Regions from separate parts of the Mus musculus genome. Here all the other regions are linked to region 3. The links are chromatin contacts, called in public ChIA-PET, HiChIP or PLAC-seq and promoter capture Hi-C maps. All regions are on one chromosome and are shown on one strand. Each heading gives the region's core, a stretch centred on a gene start, on an enhancer-like site or on the middle of the called end of the contact. The rest is flanking DNA. Distances are from core to core; before and after follow the strand shown.

Region 1 (2,747 bases), core at 50-2,549, 860 kb after region 3:
ACGAAGGAACCTATGTATCATTTGTATGCAAATGATGGTGTCCTTTTCCTAATGTCAGAAAAAAAAATCTAACTGGAAACTTTTTTGTGGGTGGAGGGGGCGCAATTACAGAGTTGTTTGTAAGCTATTCAAGAACCTTTACATTCCATTACAGAAATGATACAGTTACACTTTGTATTAAGCTACTAATGGCCTCACTTCCCAACAAAGCCAAATCTTCTGGCACTTACAGGTTCAAGAGACAGCAGCTCAGAAACAGTGTTTTGCTGGCCTTGGAGCTGGTGAGTGCTGAATAATACTCATGAGAAAGGAAAAGAGCAAGCTCCTTGAGAAGTGGTGATTGGACACTGGTGGAATTCTCAATACCTCATCAGGCTGTTGCTACAAACGCTTCAGCTTTCATTTCTGCTTTGAAGAGCTCTGAAAGCTTGGGCGGAAATCATTCGAACGCAGACAGATGCGCAGCATTCTTGTAACTAGCCTATGATGAGGACATTCTCTGTTGTTAATGTTGAGACTTATCTGATGCTCCAATCATTAAGGATTGCTCCTGGGTAATGGTAATGGTGAGTCTGATTCTATTTCTCTACCCCACACTCTAGAAGCGTGCCAATCATTTGGTAACTTTTGAGGAGAGTTTAGAGTATGTTGTAGATATGTTCAGGGCAGTGACTGGCGTTGTCTGAGATAATAATAATAATAATAATAATAATAATAATAATAATAAAACACTAAAAAGCAACACCGGAGAAAAAGCTTCCATCCTCGCAGCAAAGAGCAGAGAGACGCAGAGATTCTGGTCAACCCCTCTTAGCGCTGCAGTTTCTAGTTATTTAACCTTGCTTAAGGAATGGCCAGCAGCCAGCAAGCATTGCAGCCTTACAATATTTGCACACAACTTATTTAGGTCGGCTCTATAAATTCCTCGTTTTGCGGATTTCGGAGGAGAAATCCCAGCCGTGTGTGTGTGTGTGTGTGTGTGTGTGTGTGTGTGTGTGTGTGTGTGTGTGTGTGTGTATGTCTAGCAACTTGGAGTACGGTTAAAAGGAATCAACCCGTGTCGGGGGCCAAGTGGTACTTTTGTGCGAGGGTCACGTGAGACCAAGGCCGACTGGGGGAGGCAGAGTAGGGTTGAATGGATGAAGGGATTCCGCAGGGACTTCCAGGCGGAGGGTGACGTCTCTGCAGCCCAGCGCGGGGCATCTGGAGGCCGCCGGCTGCGCGGACCTGTCCCTTTAAGGGGCCGGTCTCCGGGCCCCTCTGGCCGCGACGCCCGGACGTGCGGAGCCGCCCCGCCCCGAAGCCGCCCGTTTCCTGCGGGGCGGCGCGACGGCACCTGAGCTACTGCGGCGGGGCCTGGGAGCGCGCTGACCAGGAGGTAGAGCTCGCGCCGCTGCATCGTCCCGGCCTGGTACCCGGCTGCGCAGGGTGAGGAGCAGGGCCGGGGACTCCAGGGCGCGCGGGCGCGGGGCGCAGGGCGGGGGGCTGCGCTCGCGGGGTAGGCCTCGCACGGAGGTCGCAGTGTGCAGCGTCCGCCCAGGCCGCGCCGCCGCCGGCCCGCTCCGAGGATCCGCCTGCGGGTTCGGGCTCCAGGGTTCTGGCTCGGCGATCTCCCCGTGGCTGCAAGGTCCGATCCCAGGTCCGCGAGTGGCCGGAGCTCCCCGGCCATCTCCTCTGAGGGCGAGGTCGATCCGCCAGGGCCGCGGGGTGACCGAGGAGCCTATTTTTAGCTGGGCTCGCAGGCCCCAGGGCGGGCTGGCGGATTAAGGCTCTGATGAGGGTGACCAGAGGGAGCGCCTCGCCTCGCCTCGGGCGCCCTGGGCTCGGGCTGGGCCACGCGTGCGCCATGCTGGAGCGGCTCTCCCCTCGCTTGTCCCGGAGCGCCGCCCCTCCCACCACCCGGTCCTGGGAGTTAGGGGAAATCCTGCGAAGTTCTCCCTCTCTCCCAGGGGTGTGTCCGCCTTGGTGTCCAACAATAGAATTTGGGGTGTCCCGGATCTGGCCGCTTTTGGCGTAAGGGAGCAGAGTTCGGCCATCCGAGACCGGGGCTTGGGAAGCAGCGTTCTCTTCTTTGTCCGGCTGCCTCTCGGTTTAGGTCAAAAAGTGCGCTGTTTAGTGTCTTCGGGTCCTTCTGGGAGGAGGCGGAAACCCGGATTCTAACAGCAGGGCCACTGCTAGAAGTGGATTCCTTAGCAGCTATGTGGATTAGCATAGCTTCAGAAGCTGCGGGCCGAATAGAATAGTTCAAAGTTTTGGAGTGTTCTGAGAAATTGACAGCTCCACACCCAGGTAAAGAGGAGCTCCCCAAAGGTGAACTAGACATTGAGTTGTGTAGCAGGTGACTTAGGGGTGATTTAACTTTTTTTTTTTTTTTTTGCCTGAATTAGGTTGCACTTGTTTTCTCCCCTCACCCGCAAGCACTGGCAGCAGTGGCTCTGGTGTGGGTAAAAGCATTTGGTGATGAGACCTGAGATAATCTGTCCATGCTGCCCTGGGGCATTCCGGCTGACCTGTGTTCTGTATGTGCCGCGGTAGCCTTTCATATCTGATGTGTTGCTTGGTAAATAAGCCTCTTTCCCATTCCACCTTTCTTTTAGAGACCTTACACGAAATAGCTAGGCTTAATTATGTAGGTTCTTTCCCCATGCCAACCCTGAGTTAGAAACGTCTCTGAATTTTGTAGCCCTCAGTAGACATACATGTCTTAATTATCAGGTGCATTAGAGAATAAGGTGTTCTACATTACT
Region 2 (2,867 bases), core at 214-2,713, 610 kb after region 3:
ACTGGGCACTTTCTCTCACCAGAGGATACCACACTGCTTCTCTCCCTTGTACTGCACGGTACACTTCTGCCAATTGCATCAGGACCACTTACCAACTTCAGTCCTGGTGCTTTAAGACAGGCAGTGTTGCTAAAGCTGGCTCCAAACTGCTGGCGAAATAATCCTTCCACCTCAGCCCCTGAGTGGCTATGATTACCAACACTAGAGTTGGTTCCAACCTGAAATCTGAAGTCTGTTTCCTTAGAAAAGAGGAAGCCTTGCCCACATGTTACAGGGTTACATGTGAAGTTTAATTAGAAACATACGGCTGATATATATACTTTACCAGCTTAACCATATGGAACGATAGCTCACGTCAATACCACTAAACTCACAGTACACATGAAAGAGATACCTGCTTTCAAGACCATCTGAAAACGTCCGATCAACATGCTCGCTCTTGCTGCTCTGAGGGTCCGGCTTCTTCAGTGGCATCTTCTGTCTCAGAAGGTCCCCTGCAGCCCTGCCCTCAGGCACAACTTTGCTGGCAGACAGAGGTGTTCCAAATCTTTGAGAACGACGTTCAGAAGACAGGACTGGAAATAAGAAGAACAAGCCCCATAGCAAGTCTTTCCGGCCAGTCTCTGTTCAGAGAGGAGGCACAGAGCCTGCTCTTGTCAACATCTGTTACTGTCCAGTACCAGGGGCTTTGTGGGACAAGAGGATCGTCACGTTAGCCCGTGCTTAGCTTTCATATGCCATGCCTATGATGCAAAAGGCTGCCGAGAGGCTCAGTTGTTAAGGACACTGGCTGTTCTCCCGGAGGAGCCAGGTTTGGTTCCCAGCACCTAGTGATATTTCACGACAGCTCTAACTCCAGGTCCCGGGGATCTGATATTCTCCTCTGACTTCCACAGGCATCAGGCACACACGTGGTGTGGACAAAGTGTAGGTAAAGGTACATAAAATCAAACTAAAACTTAGAAAGAAAGACGAAGAGGTGCACCTCTACAGGAAGAATGTTTTAGAAGGTATAATGTAAATTAGCAAGTGGGCTATCCCTAGCTAACGCAGGCAACAAGTGCTTGGGTCAAGAGCGTTGACTCAGAGGAGTGGCGGCGCACACCTTTATCTCAGCACTTAGGAAGAGGTAAGAGATCTCTGTGAGTTTGACGCCAGCCTGGTCTATATAGTGACCAGCAAGGGCCACACAGAGAAACCCCGAGTCAAAAGAGAGTCTTTCCTGGTAAGTTGAGACATCAGCTGTATCCTGCTGTAGATGGTTACCAAACACCGCTGAAACATAGGCTAGTCATGGGAACAGGGGAACAAGAAAGCATTACAGATAAACTGCTGAGATACTCGGCTTCCTCCAACATGGCACTTGAGCAGCTGCTGCCAGAACCACAGTCCTAGCAGGAGGTAAGAGAATGACCTCACGTGGGTAGCGTACAGGAGACTGTTGAATACAGGGATGCGCAGTGGGGGCTGGTGGCACAAGCCCGACACCACATCCTCTCCAGAGGCTCAGACAGCAAGCTACAGGCCTGTGTGAGTCCAAGGACAGCCTGGGAAACTTAGCCAAGCCTTGTCTAAAAAGAGAGGATTTCAGAAAAGGAGGCTATGTCTGGAGGGACAAGTGCTTGCTAACCATATGTCAAGCTGAGTTTGCCCCCAAGGATCTCAAACACAGCAGCACAGATGACTCCCTCAACCCCCGTGCAGAAGGGCATGGCTGAGGGAAGTGTGATGGCTCAGGTCTGCTTCCTCTGCATTGTACCCCTAGCCCAGCTTGTCTCGGAACCTCACAGACAGACTGGCACTGCATGGCAGAGACAGCTATGGCATCACTTGGAGAACAGGCACAAGCCCGCACTCGTCTCAATATTTGATGTGCACGCAGGCTTGCCAGCACAGAACCCACTTCTAGCCATCAGCGTGTGGGCTCTTTCATGGGAAAGTCACTCTCCACCATTCACTCCAGCCCCCAGTTGGCCCAAACACCGCTCTTCAGTCTCAGCAAAGCTACAAACCTGAGAATGACTTCACTGGGCTCTCGATTCTGAAAAACCCAGCATCAAACACTATTTTGTCAACTTCCTTTGTGTTCTCCGGAGCTGCTGCGTGGGCCTGCACTTCCTGCTGTGGCCTGCCTTTCATTGCATTCTTTATGGCTGCAAGGCGACTCCTAGCTGCCGCTCGTCCGTCGTCATCCTGCTTTGCTTTGCTTGTTCTACCGGGCACAATTTTTTTCTGCAAGGAGAAATAGTAATTAAAGGTATGTTCATTACCACCTTCTCCTGTTCCTGTGGTACTGAGGACTGACCCCAGAGCCCTCCCTGTGCATACCAGGAAATCGTTCTTCCACTGAAGTTAAGTCCGTAGCCCTTTTAACTTTTATTCTGAGACAGGGTCTCACTATGTTGTCCCCCATGGCTTGAATGCACACCTGTTTCAGCTCAGGACCAGCTGATATTAAGGGGACATCATCCCACCGACTGAGCACCACCTTGTGGCGTCTGATGGTGTGGATGAAAACGACCCCCATAGGCTCATGCGTGGGAATGGCTGGTCCCCAGTCAGAACTGTTAAGGCAGAATTAGAGGTGGCCCTGCTGAAGTAGGTATGCCCTTGTTGGAGGAGGTGGGGATGGGGGCTGGTGGATGAGGTTTCATAAAGTTCTCTCCAAACAACCAAACAATGTAGAAGGAGAGACATCTGGTGGTCACAGGCAGAATTACAATTCTTATATGATAGAGACACTGATAAATTACTTTGAGAGCTAAACACACAATTAAGAAATACCCACAGTATGTCAGGAGCAAGTCTGTAATCCCAGCATCCTGGAAGCTGAGGCAGGAGGATTCTGCTAAGCCTGTCCCTGCGCC
Region 3 (2,794 bases), core at 205-2,704:
AAGTTACAGATGGAAAGGAGCCAGACACTCCACTTTCATTGGAAACAACAATGGGGCCAGCTCGAAAGCTATCCATCTTCCTGTTCTTCCTCCAAAGAGCAGAAGATGCTCTTCCAATCTTAGTTAAAACTAATGAGCGTTGTGTGAAGTAGCAGTTATTTCTGACAAAGTGAACACCGGACCCCAGCATTCCCCATCCACAGGCAAATAGGCTCTAAATACAATCACACTCCTTAGCAAGAAGGACCCTTGGTATCTATCTACCTACTTCGGAGACTTCTGCAACCATTTAATCTGCTGCCATTTAATCACGCACAGGATGGTGATGAAACCTGACTTAGTATTTACACGAGGTTGAACTCGCCCCATCATTCAAATTATGCCATTATTCCAGAAAGTACTGGGAGGATAGAAACAAATGAGCTCAACTTTTGAGAATTGCTGATCTCCCAGAGAGCTCTTTCAGTGGTGCTAAGCGGTAGAGACACTCAAAAGTCTGTCTCAATAGAACTGTCACCAGGGACAGAGCACAGTAAGAATGCACGTCCACCCTGCAAGGACATATGAGGAGCCAAAAGTTTCTGAGGATTTTCAAAATCAAATTAAAACTCCCTCTACTAAATCATGCAGCCCATACCACAGAGGTGGCTTGGGAGGCTGTCTCCTGAAAAAGCTCTCGCGATCCAAAGTATGACTTCAGGGGAAAACTCGGAGATGTGGCCAACGAAGTAATCAATCCAAGCTGCCTCAAAGTTCACCAGGAACTCGTCTCTCAACCACCGTGTTCTACTAGAAAATCGCCCATCGAGTGCTGCAAAGCAGAGTTGGAAATGGAGCTAAAGTAACTTATAATATCCGATTTTGGCCGTGCTCCGAGGAAGCCTTAAAAGGAAATCGGTAATTCAAGGATAAAAATTAGGAAAACTTCACGCCGAGAGTCACCGCTCGGTGCGCACTGGGCATCCATCGAGACGGGGGACGCGGACAAGCCGTGCGCGCGGGCCCGGCGTAGACACGGAGCCGCCCGCCTGCCCGCCCCGCCCAGCCCTGCTCGCGAATAGCGGAGCGCGGCCTGGGCCCGCACGCGGCGGCGTGGACACCGGGACCCCGCACGCCATGCCCTCCGGACCCCGGCCCGGGAGCGCGCAGCGTCCACGGCCCTAGCAGCCAGGCCACGTCCTGGCGCGCGCCGGCAGCTGGGGCCCCACGCAGCCCCGGGCCGGGAGCTGCAAGAGGCTGCGCCGTCGCTCGCCCTCTTTCCCCCTGCCCCGGCTACTCACGTGCCAGATGGCGAAGAAGATGAGCGCGGCGGTGAGCAGCAGCGCCAGCATATAGCAGAAGGCCGCGAAAGTGAACGCCATGGCCGGGGAGGAGCTGCCGGGCGCGCCGGGGCCAGCGGAGAAAGGCGGCGCACGGCCCTCTGGGTAAAACCATTCACTTCCCCCGGCCTCAGCCTCCACTGCCGCCGCGGCCTCCTCCCGGCGCGCTTGCGCAGAGGGCCGCCCGCGCGAGCACCCCCTGATGGTCGGAGTTTGCGTGGCTCTTCTGTTGTCTGCACAGTTGATTTTGTCCTTCATTCTGTAGTTTACTCTTTGGATAGCCATTAAATGAATGTCTAGCTTGTTCCAGAGACTAGTCTTGTGTTTGAAATGCAAAAGTAGATTTTAAAAGTGCCTGTATTGAAAGGATTTAATCTACTTCCAGGAACGAGCGACTAAACAATGTTGTTATAACGCTGTAAACTGGTACTTGTGCATGCTATGAAAGGTCACCCGGCCCTCCTGGAAGCTAATCTGAGGCTTCTATGATAAGTGCAGGAAAAGAGAAGGGAGTGCTGGCGATACAGGAAATCGGCTCAAATGAGCAAAGGGCAGAGGTGGAAAGGGAAAAAGGAAAGGAAAACGTTGTGTCTTGGGTGCAACCAGCAATGGATCTGTTAGTGGAACTTGGGTGACAGAGGTCTAAGACCTCAAACCACAGAGTAGCAAAATACGCTCAGTTCAGGAGCTCAGGCTTACACCCAGACCCCCGGCTTTTCAAACTTTATTGCTTATCACAAGATTTCAAAGATTTTGTTTTTCTCAGTGTAACCCTGTAACATAAAGACCACAGATTAGAAAGGTAGTGGTGGTGAAAAAAAAAATCAAAAACAAAGTAAAATTTCTACAAAACAGTTTTATTTTTAATGCTGGCTGCAATCTGAGAAACCAGTTCATCATCTACTAGATGCTGATGATGGAAGAAAAACTCTTCAAGGCTTTTAAGCAAGAAAGACACGATAAATTTGTGTTGAAATGTGCTCACTGGAGCAAACGGAATAGAATGTTTTAGAGGGCTATGTCCAGCCTGTCTGAGACTTTCTGCATTGGTAGACATTTGCTCTTGTGGAATACAGCCACTGGCTACTTGTGGATACAAGGTGGCTAAGATGGCTAAGGAATTGAACTTTAAATTCTGCATCACTCTAGTGGATTAACATTTATTTTAAAGTTACATTCATTGTGTGAGCACACATCCACTGTTTGGTGGTGAGTGGAAGAAACTCTGAGGCAGTGAGGGTCTGGGAGAATGTGTGCTATTTGGCTTGGGCACTAAATCCTCAGAGTCATGGGAAAATGGCAAATGCCACTACACCCCAGGCTCAAGGAAATAGCAAAACCTTTCTCTAGTCTGTGTGGATTTCCATCTCTACCATAGCCCCACCCTATTCACTGCCTGAAGACTGCTCCCTGCAGAGACTGCACCTACTAAGATTTATTAAATCTGCCTCCTGGTTCACTGAACGCAGTAACCC
Region 4 (2,722 bases), core at 185-2,684, 800 kb before region 3:
CTCCAGCTCACCAATTGCTCTGCCTCGAATGCATCTTTCTTGAGCTTTTCTATCCCTCACTGCCCAGTGCATTTCGATAGCAACAGAGACGGTTGCTGAATTCCTGCTGTGTATTGTGACAGTATGAGTGATAACATCCCAGTGATCTCCATAAGCTAATGGGAAGACATTTAATATCTAAATGCTTTGACATTAAAATGTAGTGGAAAAAACCCACCAAGGACTAATTTATTCTTTGTTATCAATGCACATTAAAAAAAATATCATATACAACCAAATGCAGAACTTAGAGAATCAGAACTCAGAGGTCTGATGTCAGAATGATGCAATTTTTTAAGAGTTGTATCTTAATAAATGCTTTGTGGAACTAGTCAGTTGTTACCTTCAATATAAAAACACACTGCTTTGTATGGAGTGTATCATGTGCAAACCACAGATATTTGTGTTTAATTCTCATGTATGGGTTGTCATCAAATTACTTTTGGTGATAAATGTTTCATTCTGATAGCCAATAAGTGTGGGAGTCTATTTTATTTGGAGTTAAGGGAAGGAAGGGTGTTTGAGAGTTTTTACATATATAAATACTCTAGTGTCCCTTTGTGTGGTTGCTTCTCTGTAGGATATGGTTGGTAGTAGGTTGTAGTAAAGCAGGTATGGCTATCTCTCATAACTAGGTCTTTCCAAACAATTAGTTATATACAATTTAAAGCATCCAGGTTTGCTCCCATGTCCCTCTTACGCAGTGTATTTGTCTTCTTTTATTAGCTTGCCAGGCTTTCAACAGCATTGTCCCTCCCTTCTCTGGTCCTCCCTTGATTGCTTGGGAACAGCAGATGACTTAGATGAGGGTGGACTTAACTCCACCTGTAAACCAGGTAAATAATTACCGGGGACGTAATATAAGGGATCTACTGGGTGCTAGACATTAGTGTGTGTGGCTATTTTCAATGCACTGGCTTTTCATTGGTCAATATTTTCCACCTTGTCCTCCAACTCCCACCCCATTAGTAAATCACAGACAGAGTTGTTGTTCAAACAATGGAAATAAAGGTTCCTAGGTTAGGATAATTTTCAGGTTGACTCTTTTTTTTTTTTCCCCCTTGGGAATTTTTAACCACAGGGACACACTGAGTTTAATGCTGGAGGCAGCCATTCACTGTAAGGAGACATTGCTTACTTCATTAGCACAGTGGGAGTGCCAGCAAAGGTCCTTGACCTAGAGACCATCTTGCTTTAATAACGCTTTAACACTCGTAAAAGGTCTTTAATGGCTACATGAGACATATTTAAATATTAAAGGCCATTCCTTGCTGTTGATTCACAAACTCCAGTGCATACGGCTCCTTCATTGCTTCCAAAGCTGAGGGAACGTGCCCAGTTTCTCACGGCAGCAGTGAGGGAACCAAGCAAACCTGCAGGCGGGGACGTTTCAGCTCTGCCCTGATGACCTATTTGCCAACCCGAGAACTTCGAATTTCCAAATCTTGTCCACTTTGAGTTCCCTGACTGAGAAAATATTTATCTGTTCAATAAATTTTAATCCTGCTCTGAGAGGTTTAGGAAAATATGGGCACTTATGTCTTCGGGAACCATTTCCCCCTCCAAACATGGCTTTTGGTTAATTTAATTCATCTGCCTGGATGCCCCATTCAAAGCATCACCCTACACAAAGGAGCAGCATGTACTTATATTTAAACTTGGCCGGACCTGTGCCCACTAGTTCATCTGTATATTTATGTCAGTGTTTAATGCTGTTGTCATTGTCCTGAGGCCTTGTAATGGAACGAGAGTCCCTGAGAATTGATGTTGTCGGTTTAATCAGGAAGGCCCCCACGGCCACCTGGCATCATACCATCTAAGACCTTACTCTGATTGCCCTGCATGGCCGATCAAACCCCAGCAACCTGCGTTTGTGCTCCCTTCTTTCCTGGGGGTGCATGGCAGGCCTGTGCAACATGGAGATGCTTTTTATTTACAGAAGGGAAAATTGAGTTACAGACTTCCTGTCATGAGTAGAGATGCCTGGGGAAAATGAGGGCTGAAAGGAATTCTCAAACAGAGAGCCAGGCTATATGAGCCCAGGAGCACCCAGGGGTGTTGGCAAACTTTGCAGTATTCTTGAAATATTTGGGTTCAACAGAGCCCAAATGTATTTTGCTCAGAGCACCGTTTCCCTTTCATTTTCCAGAACCATGTATATTCAAGGAAATGTAATCTGTGTATTTTGGAACCATTTAACCCCCATTTATCAAAATATTGCATGGCAAATACCAGATCTGGGTTCAAGGAAACCCTTGAGCTTTGTGATAAGTGATTCCCTCCCTGCCCAACCCCCCCCCCAACCCCGCCTTTTTAAACCACTGAATCTGAGAGTTTAAAAGTTGCTTTGAAAAATAGCCTAGAACAGTGAAAAGTTTTCTTCTCAAATTATCTTCCAGGTATGGGAGCCTCATCTATCTCTAACATATAGCAATGACAGAGACCAATTTTTTGAGGTGCAGGCCTCTCAGAGACGGCCTTATAGGCTCAAAGGCTTCCCCATGGAGAACCCTAGCCACACATTTAGCGGAAACAGAACCGAATTTCTTTTGATGAAGCCATGGCACTATTAGTCCCAGCTGACAACCGAGTCCCAGCTTCAGATGACTTGACATCTCATCATCTAGTCTTCATTTAAACTTCTGTTTTGCCCACCCGAGGGCAGAGTTAAGTAACCTTTACC
Region 5 (2,700 bases), core at 122-2,621, 630 kb after region 3:
GTCGGAAAACCAAAACAAGAGGGCCTGCTCATGGTCAGTCGGTCTCAGCTCCAAAGGAGGCTGGTGGGAGCTATGTGAAACCTTGTTTTAATCCTCTCCCCACCAAAAGAAAAAAAGGAAAAGAGAGAAAGTGTCAAACACAACTACTAGAGAAAGAGTTTAAGCAAAACTTGTTAACACGGTTGTCTTAGACAGGGTGTCAATTGCTGCAACAAAACACCATGACCTAAAAGCAAGTTGGGGAGGAAAGGGCTTATTCAGCTCACACTTCCACTTTGCTATTCATCATCAAAGGAAGTCAGGACTGGAACTCAAGCAAGGCTGGAACCTGGAGGCAGGAGCTGGTGCTGAGGCCACAGAGTGACCCTTCTTACTGGCTTGCTTCACTTTCTTACAGAACCAAGGATTGCAGCCCAGGGATGGCTGCCACCCACAAGATGCTGGGCCCTTCCCCATTAATCATTAACTGAGAAAATGCCTTACAGCTGGACCTCATGTCGTCATTTCCTCAACTGAGGTCCTTCTTCTCTAATGGCTTGTGTCATGGTGATGGTCAAGTGGACCTCTCAGGTCAGCTCCCCTGCCTGTGCACTCATCTTAAGATTCTCCGTCTAATACTTACAGCAGGTTAGAGAGAAATGACAGCGTCTTCAGGAAAAGCAGAATCCACTGACACTTGTGGGCTATTTTGGGAGGTTACTAGCATACAGGTCGGGTAGAGTCTCATCTCTAATACGCTGTCAATGCTTTAGGATAATCTACATTTTTCATGCCAATTTTTTCCAAAGGTTTTTTTTCTTGTTGTTTATGTGTATGTCTATTTCTGTGTTGGGGTGGATGCATACTGGTGTCCAGTAGAGGGTGTCGGACCTCTTGACGCTGGAGCTACAAGGAGTTTGTGACCTGCCCTACGTGGGATGCTGGGAAGCTAACTCTGCAAACAAGTGCTCCTTCCTAACTGTTGAGCCATCTCACCTAGGCCATTTTTAAATTTTTTCGGGACAGTCTCGTCCCAGGCCATTCTCGAGCTGGTATGCAGCCACGGAGGACCTTGAACTCTTGATCCCACTTACCTGAAGCAGTTTCTGGATCCACAACAATGTCGCAACACAGAAAACTCCACCGATCCGCAGAAGGAACTCCCGGACCGACCCTTCACGGAACTGAAATTTCCCGCTGCCAGCCGCTGATTGGAGGGACTTTTGCCAACACTTCCGGAAGCTCCCGCCCCTTCCCCTCGAACGAGGCTTGCGATAGGTTGGTTCTGTGCGACATTTAAATTGTTTGGAAGGCAAAGGGTTGGGAGCGGGAGGGCGAGGGGGAGGAGGGAGGCGGTAAACCCGCTAGGCGTGGCAGCGACACACTATAAACTCAGTGGGGCGGGCCGCACTTGTTGGCTCTTCAGGCCGGTTTTCTTCTTTCCTTTTAAACGTGTTTGTTTGTTTGTTTGTTTGTTTTGGTTTTTAAGACAAGGTCTCACTATGTCTGGGAACTCACTATGTAGACAAGGCTGGCCTCGAACTCACCGAGATGCTCCTGCCTGTCACTGAGTGCTGCTGGGATTACGGGCTGAGCATCCACGCTAAAAAAAGGCAAAGGTTTTAAGTTAAACGAGATCATTTATTCCATTTCTCCTTCTTTTCTAAGGCAAAATTAACGTCTGCCTTAGAAATCAACTGAGATTTCTAACAGACACATAAACGAAGGCACACATCCCATGAGATATCAAGAAAACAAAAACGCCTGGGCCAGGACAGCTGTGCTGACCATGTGTTTGTAGACTGATCGGTATCCAGTAGACACCGGGAAGATAAATTAGGAAAGAGTTTGTAAGTTTGGCTTTTGCTTTTTCCCTGCCAACATCTTGGGAAAGAGGACCAGCTGCCTGCAGCTCTATAGCAGCACTGAGACCTCTGGGACATACAAAGAGAAAGATGAAGATAGGTAACTGACATAATATTCATGGTTATGTTAGATCTGATGGGGGAAAGAAACACCAATTTCGCGAGTGGCTGATTAAAGCAAGCTATATCTGATTAAAGCAAACTGGCCAGCCAGCTGCGGTCTCCCAAAGTGGAGATTTCAGAGAGCAGCCCCTCACTGGCTTTTGAGGTTCTTTTTATGGGAATGGGTCAGGGTTGCTAAAAAAAAAAAAAAAAAAAAAAAAAAAAGAGCCGTTGGAGATAACTGACTCTTAGTGCCTTTAGCATCTGGGCCAGCGGGAGAGTGAGCCACTCGGGGTTCAAGGCTACCTATGGGGTAGATAAATGCAAGAACACAGCATGTGGAAGGGGAGTCATCACAGGTGTTCAGGAACTTAACAAGGCAAAGGGGTGGGCGTACATCATGGGGTCACAAGTTCAGCATAGGTTGAAAAACATGGTTTGCAGGAAACAAACCTGTTCTTGTAAGGTGTTAAAAGACACCTTAAGACGTAGTAACAGTGTGTGACAATGTGGTTCCTGTTTGGGTTTCACTGTTGTTTTAAAATAGCTGAGACTGGGGGCTGGAGAGTTGCTTGGCAGTTGAGAGCACTTTCTTGCCCTGGCAGAAAACCCAGGCACCCACGTGGTGGCTCACAACTCTCTGTAACTCCAGTTCTAAAAGATCCATCACATTCTGACCTCTGTGGGCAAAACACTCATAGGCAGAAAACAAAATAAATCTTAACCCACCACCACCACCCAGGGACCCAAAACT
Region 6 (2,700 bases), core at 50-2,549, 590 kb after region 3:
ATATTTTAAAATGCATTTATATTTGCACATATGCATGTGAGCATGTGTATGTGGCTTAAATGACAACATTCAAGAGTTGGTTCTCTTCTTTCCTCTTGAGTTACAGGGATCAAAGTTAGGCGTCGGGCTTTGTAGCAAGCACCCTTACGGGATTATGCTTGACTCTCTATACCCATATTTTCTCATGTCTAAAATGGGATTTGTAAGCAAGGGCACAGCGACATCACTGAATGAGTAGAAAGATAAGTTTATTGGGGCTCAAACCACCAAGGCAATAAACATTCCCCTGCCCCGGGTGTGGGGAGAAGTCAGCAGAATGGGGGGCTTTGAGCTGTTACAGGCTGTTGGGATTGACCGGGAAGCAGGTGCCCTTGCCTGAGGTAGTTGACATTGGGGGCAGACTAAGGGAGATCCCTGGTCAACAGAAACCACCTATAAGCTTCTGTTTGTGCAGCCAGAGTCCCTCTGTTTAGGACCAGCACTGGCATTCTGGGGGGCTGCTTTGGACCTAATAGGATTAAAATAATGCCAACTCCATAAATGTATGTAAAGCCCTAGGCATAGAGTGGGGTGCATAAGTGTTTGGTAGATATTAGCTGATGTATCTGAAGCTGGGGAAAAATTATCTTGAATATCCTTAACCACATCACTCAAGTTTTTAATCTATATAAATGGTTCCAAACTGGTTATCAGCCTCTTGCAAAAGCGGCTGTTCCTTGTAACTATTTTCATATAGACAGAGCTACACCCTGTCCTCTTGATTTAACTGCCCCTTGCCCGTGCTGTAACTCTCCTCCAATCTTTGAGAAAACATCTTCCTAGGAATCAATTCACACATTCATACTACTTCATTCATTAATTCATTCGTCCACATTCATTCATTCACTCATCAATCAATCAACCAACAAATACCTACCGAGAACCTACTATGTACCACATTGGGTTTACCCAGCCCAGCAAAATCCAGAGCAGGAGTGAATGCAAACAGGGGCACCTCTTACATCTCAGATTTGTCAGGGACACCTGCTCCTCCCTTCCCTCACACTCAAAGTCACTGCCATTTCTGCGGAAGGCTTCAGGTGAAGGAATTAGGGGCAGGATGAGACCCTGACAGGCAGCTTCAGACAAGGGAATTGGGTGAGTCTGAGAGTCTGGGTGCGGTCGGCTAGGGCCCACTGCGGGGCACAGGTGAGGGGCACAGGCTGGCGGGCGTGTCCCAGTCCACTGTGGGGAAGCTCCGTGGTCCGTGGGGCGCGGTCCAGCCAGGCGCCTGCAGGGCGAGGGATGCTGCCCCGCCCTGGGAGGGCGGGCCCGGGGAAAAGAGTACTAGAAGCGGCCGAGCCACCGCCCAGCTCTGACAGCTAGCGGAGCGGCGGGTGGAGCACTAATCAGGTGAGCGGCACAGAGAGCACTACCCAGGTGAGCGGCGCGGGGCGCGGGGACCGGTGCTGCTCAGTGCACCAAGAAAGGGCTGGGCTCCCGGGAGATGGACGGAGGTGACCTTCAGGGTCCCAGGCGCTGGTCTACCGCCTTGGCTCTCCTGCGGGTAACTCTCGGAGAAAGTTATTCACGACCTACATACTAAGTCTCTTTGGGATGGCGGGATGCCAGCGGGCCCTGGGCACTCCTTCGAAGCCCTGCGTTAGAGTGAGCCACAACCTACGGAGATCCACCTTGTAGCTGGCCCCTAGCTTGGCCATAGGGATCAGGTGCCTCTTCTGGCACGTTGGGGGTGGGGGTGGGAGTTTGGAGACTCAAAAGACATCGCCCAGGATTCCTGACTCCTGGAGGAATTCCAGCAGGCTCCTTTGGTGCACGTGGAAGCCTTCCACTAGAGATCTTGCTGTGTGGTGCCAGTGAGTTCCACCAGGTTCAGCGGAGGTAGGGGCTATAGCCACCCGCTGCGTGCTTGACCGCACAGGACAGTGCTGCCCAAGCCCTAGTGCGCATGTGTCGGGATGAAGAACTACTGTAACCTCTAACATTTTTTTGTAAGCCAAGTGACTCATTCGTGACCAGTGTGGTTATTTGTGCAATAACCTCTAGATCTGGGTGGAGGAAGTCTTGGGTGTGGCCGTGTTGGTCTCAGAGTGCAGACCCTTAGCGAGAGGCTTTCAAAGGTTGCATTTATGCTGAATTATGTTACTCAAGCACTATTGCAGGGAATCGAGGATGGGACGGGAATGGGTGGGGAGGGGGAGTTGAGACTGAGGCTTAGGATTCCGGCTAACCCTAGCAGGGAAGCAAGTGATTCCTATTTGAAGAAATTGGAATATTTATAAAGCGACCCCCGGGGAGTAGGGTTTCTGGATAATGAGAACATTTGGACTTAGTGACCCGGCTAATTCTGAGGAAAAGAACAGAAACCAGTGTGTAAAAACTATCACTTTCTGAAATTCCAAGATGTTTGCTTCAAGTTTATAGTTCCGTATTTTTATTTATTTACCTTTGGGGGCAGGGGAAGTATCTTAGTTAGGGTTTTATTGCTGTGAACAGACACCATGACCAAGGCAGCTCTTATAAAGGTCAACATTTAATTGTGGTGGGGGTGGCTCACAGGTTCAGAGCTTCAGTCAATAATCCTCAAGGCAAGAGCATAGCAGCGTCCAGGCAGGCATGGTGCAGGAGGAGCTGAGAGTTCTACATCTTCATCTGAAGGCTGCTAGTGGAAGACTGGCTTCCAGGCAGCTAGGATGAGGG
Region 7 (2,808 bases), core at 171-2,670, 680 kb after region 3:
TGTCTGTATGGGTGGTATTCACATACTCCGGCCCACATGTAGAGGACATCTTTTCATCCTACCAGGTGGGTCGTAGGGATTGAACTCAGGGTGTCAGGTTTAGTGTCAGTACCTTCATCTGCTGCAGCATCTCACTGGTCCTATTTCTACATTTTGATTCTTTAAGACTTCACACACACGTTTCACAAGAGGTTTTTTATTTTCTGATGTGAGGCTGTTTAAAAAATTTTGTGTGTATAGCTATTTTGCCTGCACATGTGTGCACCAGATGTGTGTCTTGGATCCCCTGGGACTGAAGTAACAGATAATTGTGAGCCACCACGAGAGTGCTGAGAATTGAACCTGGGTACTTTAGAAGAGCAGCTAGTGCTCTTAAGTGCTGAGTCTTCTTGTTGTTGTTGTTTTTTTTTTTTTTTCTTTCACTGATAAGTTTACAAGGCTCTTGTAGATTAGCAGTTTAACTTTAAAGTTTATGTACTTTCTGGTAGGTACTTCTGCCATAATTTTATGGAAAATATATTCTTTTGTAAAAATTTTTTTTATGTGTATAGTGTTTTGTCTCCGTGCATGCAGTGTTTGTGGAGGCCAGAAAAAGACGTCTGATTCCATGAGGCTGCAGTTACAGACAAGTTTCGAACCACCTTGTGGTGTGCTGGGAATTGAATTCCCCTGGAAGAGCAGCCAGTGTTCTTAACAGAGAGGACCCGCGCCCTGCTCCCGCTGATCCCAAATTTGCTTTGCCATTGAGGGTGACCATGAACCTGTGGCGCACCTGACATCACCTCCCAAACTCTGGGATTACAGATATGAAGCAACATGCCCAGTGTGTAGGACATCAGGATCAAACCCAGGGCCATGGGCTTGCTAAATAGCTCATTTTAAAAATTTGAAATAGATGAGCCGGGTGTGGTGGCACACGCCTTTAATCCCAGCGCTCGGGAGGCAGAGGCAGGCGGATTTCTGAGTTCGAGACCAGCTTGGTCTACAAAGTGAGTTCCAGGACAGCCAGGGCTATACAGAGAAACTCTGTCTCCTAAATAAATAAATAAATAAATAAATAAATAAAATAAAATAAATAAAAATAAAAATTGAAATAGAACCATACGCTAGTGGTAGAACCAAGATTAGAACCCAGACATGTTGGATATCTAACAGGGTCAAACGTATTAAGGCTTCTGGAGCACCTGGGAGTGTTAATGAACTTGTCACTCTAACTGTGCTCTAGGGTTAGGGTCCTTGTTGTGCAGTGACACTCAAACTCCCCAATCTCCCGCCACACCAGGCTTGTAGGCGCTTGTCCTGGCAGCTCCCATCTCTCCCCACAGCGCTCGCGGCCGCCCGCAGGGGGCGCTGGCGCACGCAGGCTTTGCGGCCCCGCCCCCGGGCAACCGTCGATTGGGCCGGCGCGTGATGTCACGCCGGTTTAGCCAACAAATGGGTTTCGGGGCGAGCGTTGGGCTCCGCCGCTCAGCGCTGAGCTCCTGGTCCGCCTCAGTGTCGGGGAGCGAGTCAGGCCTGCCGCCGCCGCATCGGGCTGCCGCAGCCCCGGGCCAGGCCCTGGCCCGGCAGAAGCACAGGTGGGCCGGGCGAGGGCGCGGGGCTGCGGGGCGCGGGGCAGGTGGACACCGTGGCGGCTCCCGCTGCTCCCCGCGGCAGGGCCGAACGTTGGGGGCGGGGACCGCGGCTCGCCGTGCTCGGGGTGCCGCCGCCGCAGCGTCCTCCAGAGAGCCGTCCTCGCGGCCTGGCCCCGAGGTCGTGCGCCCGGCTGCTCCCTGGGCCCGGAGTCCGGCGACCCAAGCTAGGCCGCCGCGGGTGGGCTGCGTGCGGGGCGCGGGGCTCCGGGTGTCCCCGTGCAGGTGAGCGGCGCGTCTCCTCCACCCTCCCCGGGGGGCCCTGGCGTGCGAGCCTGCGGTGGTGAGGTCACAGTGCCGAGGCTCGGCGTGCGGGTGATGTCAGGGCTCTACCGAGACAGACCGTGATGTCACTGCAGGCCCCGAGTGGCGACCTTGGCGCGCGGAAGGGCTGGGAGGACCCGCGGGGAGAAAAAGGAAGTTCGGTCCTAGCAGATTTGAACCAAAATCTTGGGATCTCGGCTTCGTACAGTTTGGATGTAATAATTGTCAGGTGCTTAAACTTCATTTCGGAGAGCATCGGTAGTAGTACAGTTTAAGGACATTCGGTTTAGATATGAGGGATCTTGGGGGTTGGGCGTGGAAGGGGTATTAGGGTGTTCACTGTGCCTTCAGGAAGCTAAACTCAGTTTGATGGTTTGATGTAGCAGTTGCTGGGAAAGGGTGCGCGGGGGCTGAACCAACTGGAGGGCTGATAATTTAGTTGGCTTTATCTTTTTTTTTTTTTTTTTTGCCAGTGATCTGCTTGTTAGCGAATGACCAAGGCAAGCAGATCTTGAATGAACTTTGTCTTGCAAAGAAGGGGAGCTTGAATCAATCCAACATTTTTCTTAAATAATAATCCCCCGATGATGTAATTTATCCTGGTGTTTCTTGCCCCCCCCTCCCCCGTTTTATCAGGGACATTTGTTTTTTTCTGTGATTATAGCTCAGCAATAAGCCTCTGCTTTGCAGCCCACCCCCACCCCAAGACTAGGCTGTAACGTAATATAACACATCTGAGGACTACCTTTGGGGTCAGGCGACTTACATTTTGTCAGTAGTGCTTCCGAATGTGAAATGATAAATTTTAGCAGGTGATTTTGTGAATGTTGATTTTTCTCAGGCTTTGAAAAGATAGTAGACCTGCATAGAAGCACTGGCGCACTGGCGGTCAAGCACACATCTCTTGACTGCC

Evidence for each region. Promoter capture Hi-C pulls out the DNA fragments that hold promoters and counts their contacts. ChIA-PET counts read pairs in DNA pulled down with a chosen protein or histone mark. HiChIP or PLAC-seq counts read pairs in DNA pulled down with a chosen protein or histone mark.
Region 1: a contact with region 3 is called in a promoter capture Hi-C map of liver, with 4 times the contacts expected there. The contact joins the promoter of Ktn1 here to the promoter of Cnih1 in region 3. A contact is called at or near these places in 3 of 39 promoter capture datasets (the C10 cell line, liver and pre-B cells) and 1 of 115 datasets of contacts at active chromatin or transcription factors (bone marrow-derived macrophages).
Region 2: a contact with region 3 is called in an RNA polymerase II ChIA-PET map of memory CD8 T cells, with 8 read pairs. The contact joins the enhancer-like site here to the promoter of Cnih1 in region 3. A contact is called at or near these places in 2 of 39 promoter capture datasets (the C10 cell line and pre-B cells) and 2 of 115 datasets of contacts at active chromatin or transcription factors (effector CD8 T cells and memory CD8 T cells).
Region 4: a promoter capture Hi-C map of liver shows a contact between it and region 3, with 4 times the contacts expected there. The contact joins the enhancer-like site here to the promoter of Cnih1 in region 3. A contact is called at or near these places in 10 of 39 promoter capture datasets (the 3T3-L1 cell line, 3T3-L1-derived adipocytes, HPC-7-derived erythroid cells and 5 more), 1 of 115 datasets of contacts at active chromatin or transcription factors (astrocytes) and 1 of 9 other capture datasets (adipose tissue).
Region 5: a promoter capture Hi-C map of pre-B cells shows a contact between it and region 3, with 4 times the contacts expected there. The contact joins the promoter of Dlgap5 here to the promoter of Cnih1 in region 3. A contact is called at or near these places in 4 of 39 promoter capture datasets (cranial neural crest, hematopoietic stem and progenitor cells, maxillary cranial neural crest and 1 more) and 2 of 115 datasets of contacts at active chromatin or transcription factors (bone marrow-derived macrophages and pancreatic cancer cells).
Region 6: a FOXA1 HiChIP or PLAC-seq map of pancreatic cancer cells shows a contact between it and region 3. The contact joins the promoter of Lgals3 here to the promoter of Cnih1 in region 3. A contact is called at or near these places in 7 of 39 promoter capture datasets (the C10 cell line, the HPC-7 cell line, cranial neural crest and 4 more) and 1 of 115 datasets of contacts at active chromatin or transcription factors (pancreatic cancer cells).
Region 7: an RNA polymerase II ChIA-PET map of memory CD8 T cells shows a contact between it and region 3, with 10 read pairs. The contact joins the promoter of Fbxo34 here to the promoter of Cnih1 in region 3. A contact is called at or near these places in 3 of 39 promoter capture datasets (the C10 cell line, cranial neural crest and pre-B cells) and 1 of 115 datasets of contacts at active chromatin or transcription factors (memory CD8 T cells).

Annotation. Positions count from the first base shown.
Region 1 is chr14:47,648,012-47,650,758 of GRCm38.p6, forward strand. Ktn1 (kinectin 1) reads left to right here and starts at 1,300. Exons shown (of 39, transcript NM_001347527.1): 1 at 1,300-1,428.
Region 2 is chr14:47,393,743-47,396,609 of GRCm38.p6, forward strand. Dlgap5 (DLG associated protein 5) reads right to left here. Exons shown (of 19, transcript NM_144553.2): 14 at 2,013-2,232; 15 at 395-575. Among named protein-coding and RNA genes, the nearest start is that of Lgals3, 21 kb to the left of the region's middle. Within about 2 kb of position 1,464, at least 74 of the 459 cell types and tissues checked have an H3K27ac peak or open chromatin away from gene starts, as enhancers often do. A contact at or near this core is called in effector CD8 T cells and memory CD8 T cells, where this site is marked.
Region 3 is chr14:46,786,903-46,789,696 of GRCm38.p6, forward strand. It overlaps Cnih1 (cornichon family AMPA receptor auxiliary protein 1), which reads right to left and starts at 1,455. Exons shown (of 5, transcript NM_009919.2): 1 at 1,281-1,455. The coding sequence starts at 1,361.
Region 4 is chr14:45,987,922-45,990,643 of GRCm38.p6, forward strand. No RefSeq gene overlaps it. Among named protein-coding and RNA genes, the nearest start is that of Gm34499, 230 kb to the right of the region's middle. Within about 2 kb of position 1,435, at least 7 of the 459 cell types and tissues checked have an H3K27ac peak or open chromatin away from gene starts, as enhancers often do. A contact at or near this core is called in liver, where this site is marked.
Region 5 is chr14:47,417,036-47,419,735 of GRCm38.p6, forward strand. Dlgap5 (DLG associated protein 5) reads right to left here and starts at 1,372. Exons shown (of 19, transcript NM_144553.2): 1 at 1,074-1,372. It also overlaps the pseudogene Gm8353.
Region 6 is chr14:47,372,561-47,375,260 of GRCm38.p6, forward strand. It overlaps Lgals3 (lectin, galactose binding, soluble 3), which reads left to right and starts at 1,300. Exons shown (of 6, transcript NM_010705.3): 1 at 1,300-1,392.
Region 7 is chr14:47,471,141-47,473,948 of GRCm38.p6, forward strand. It overlaps Fbxo34 (F-box protein 34), which reads left to right and starts at 1,421. Exons shown (of 3, transcript NM_001146086.1): 1 at 1,421-1,577.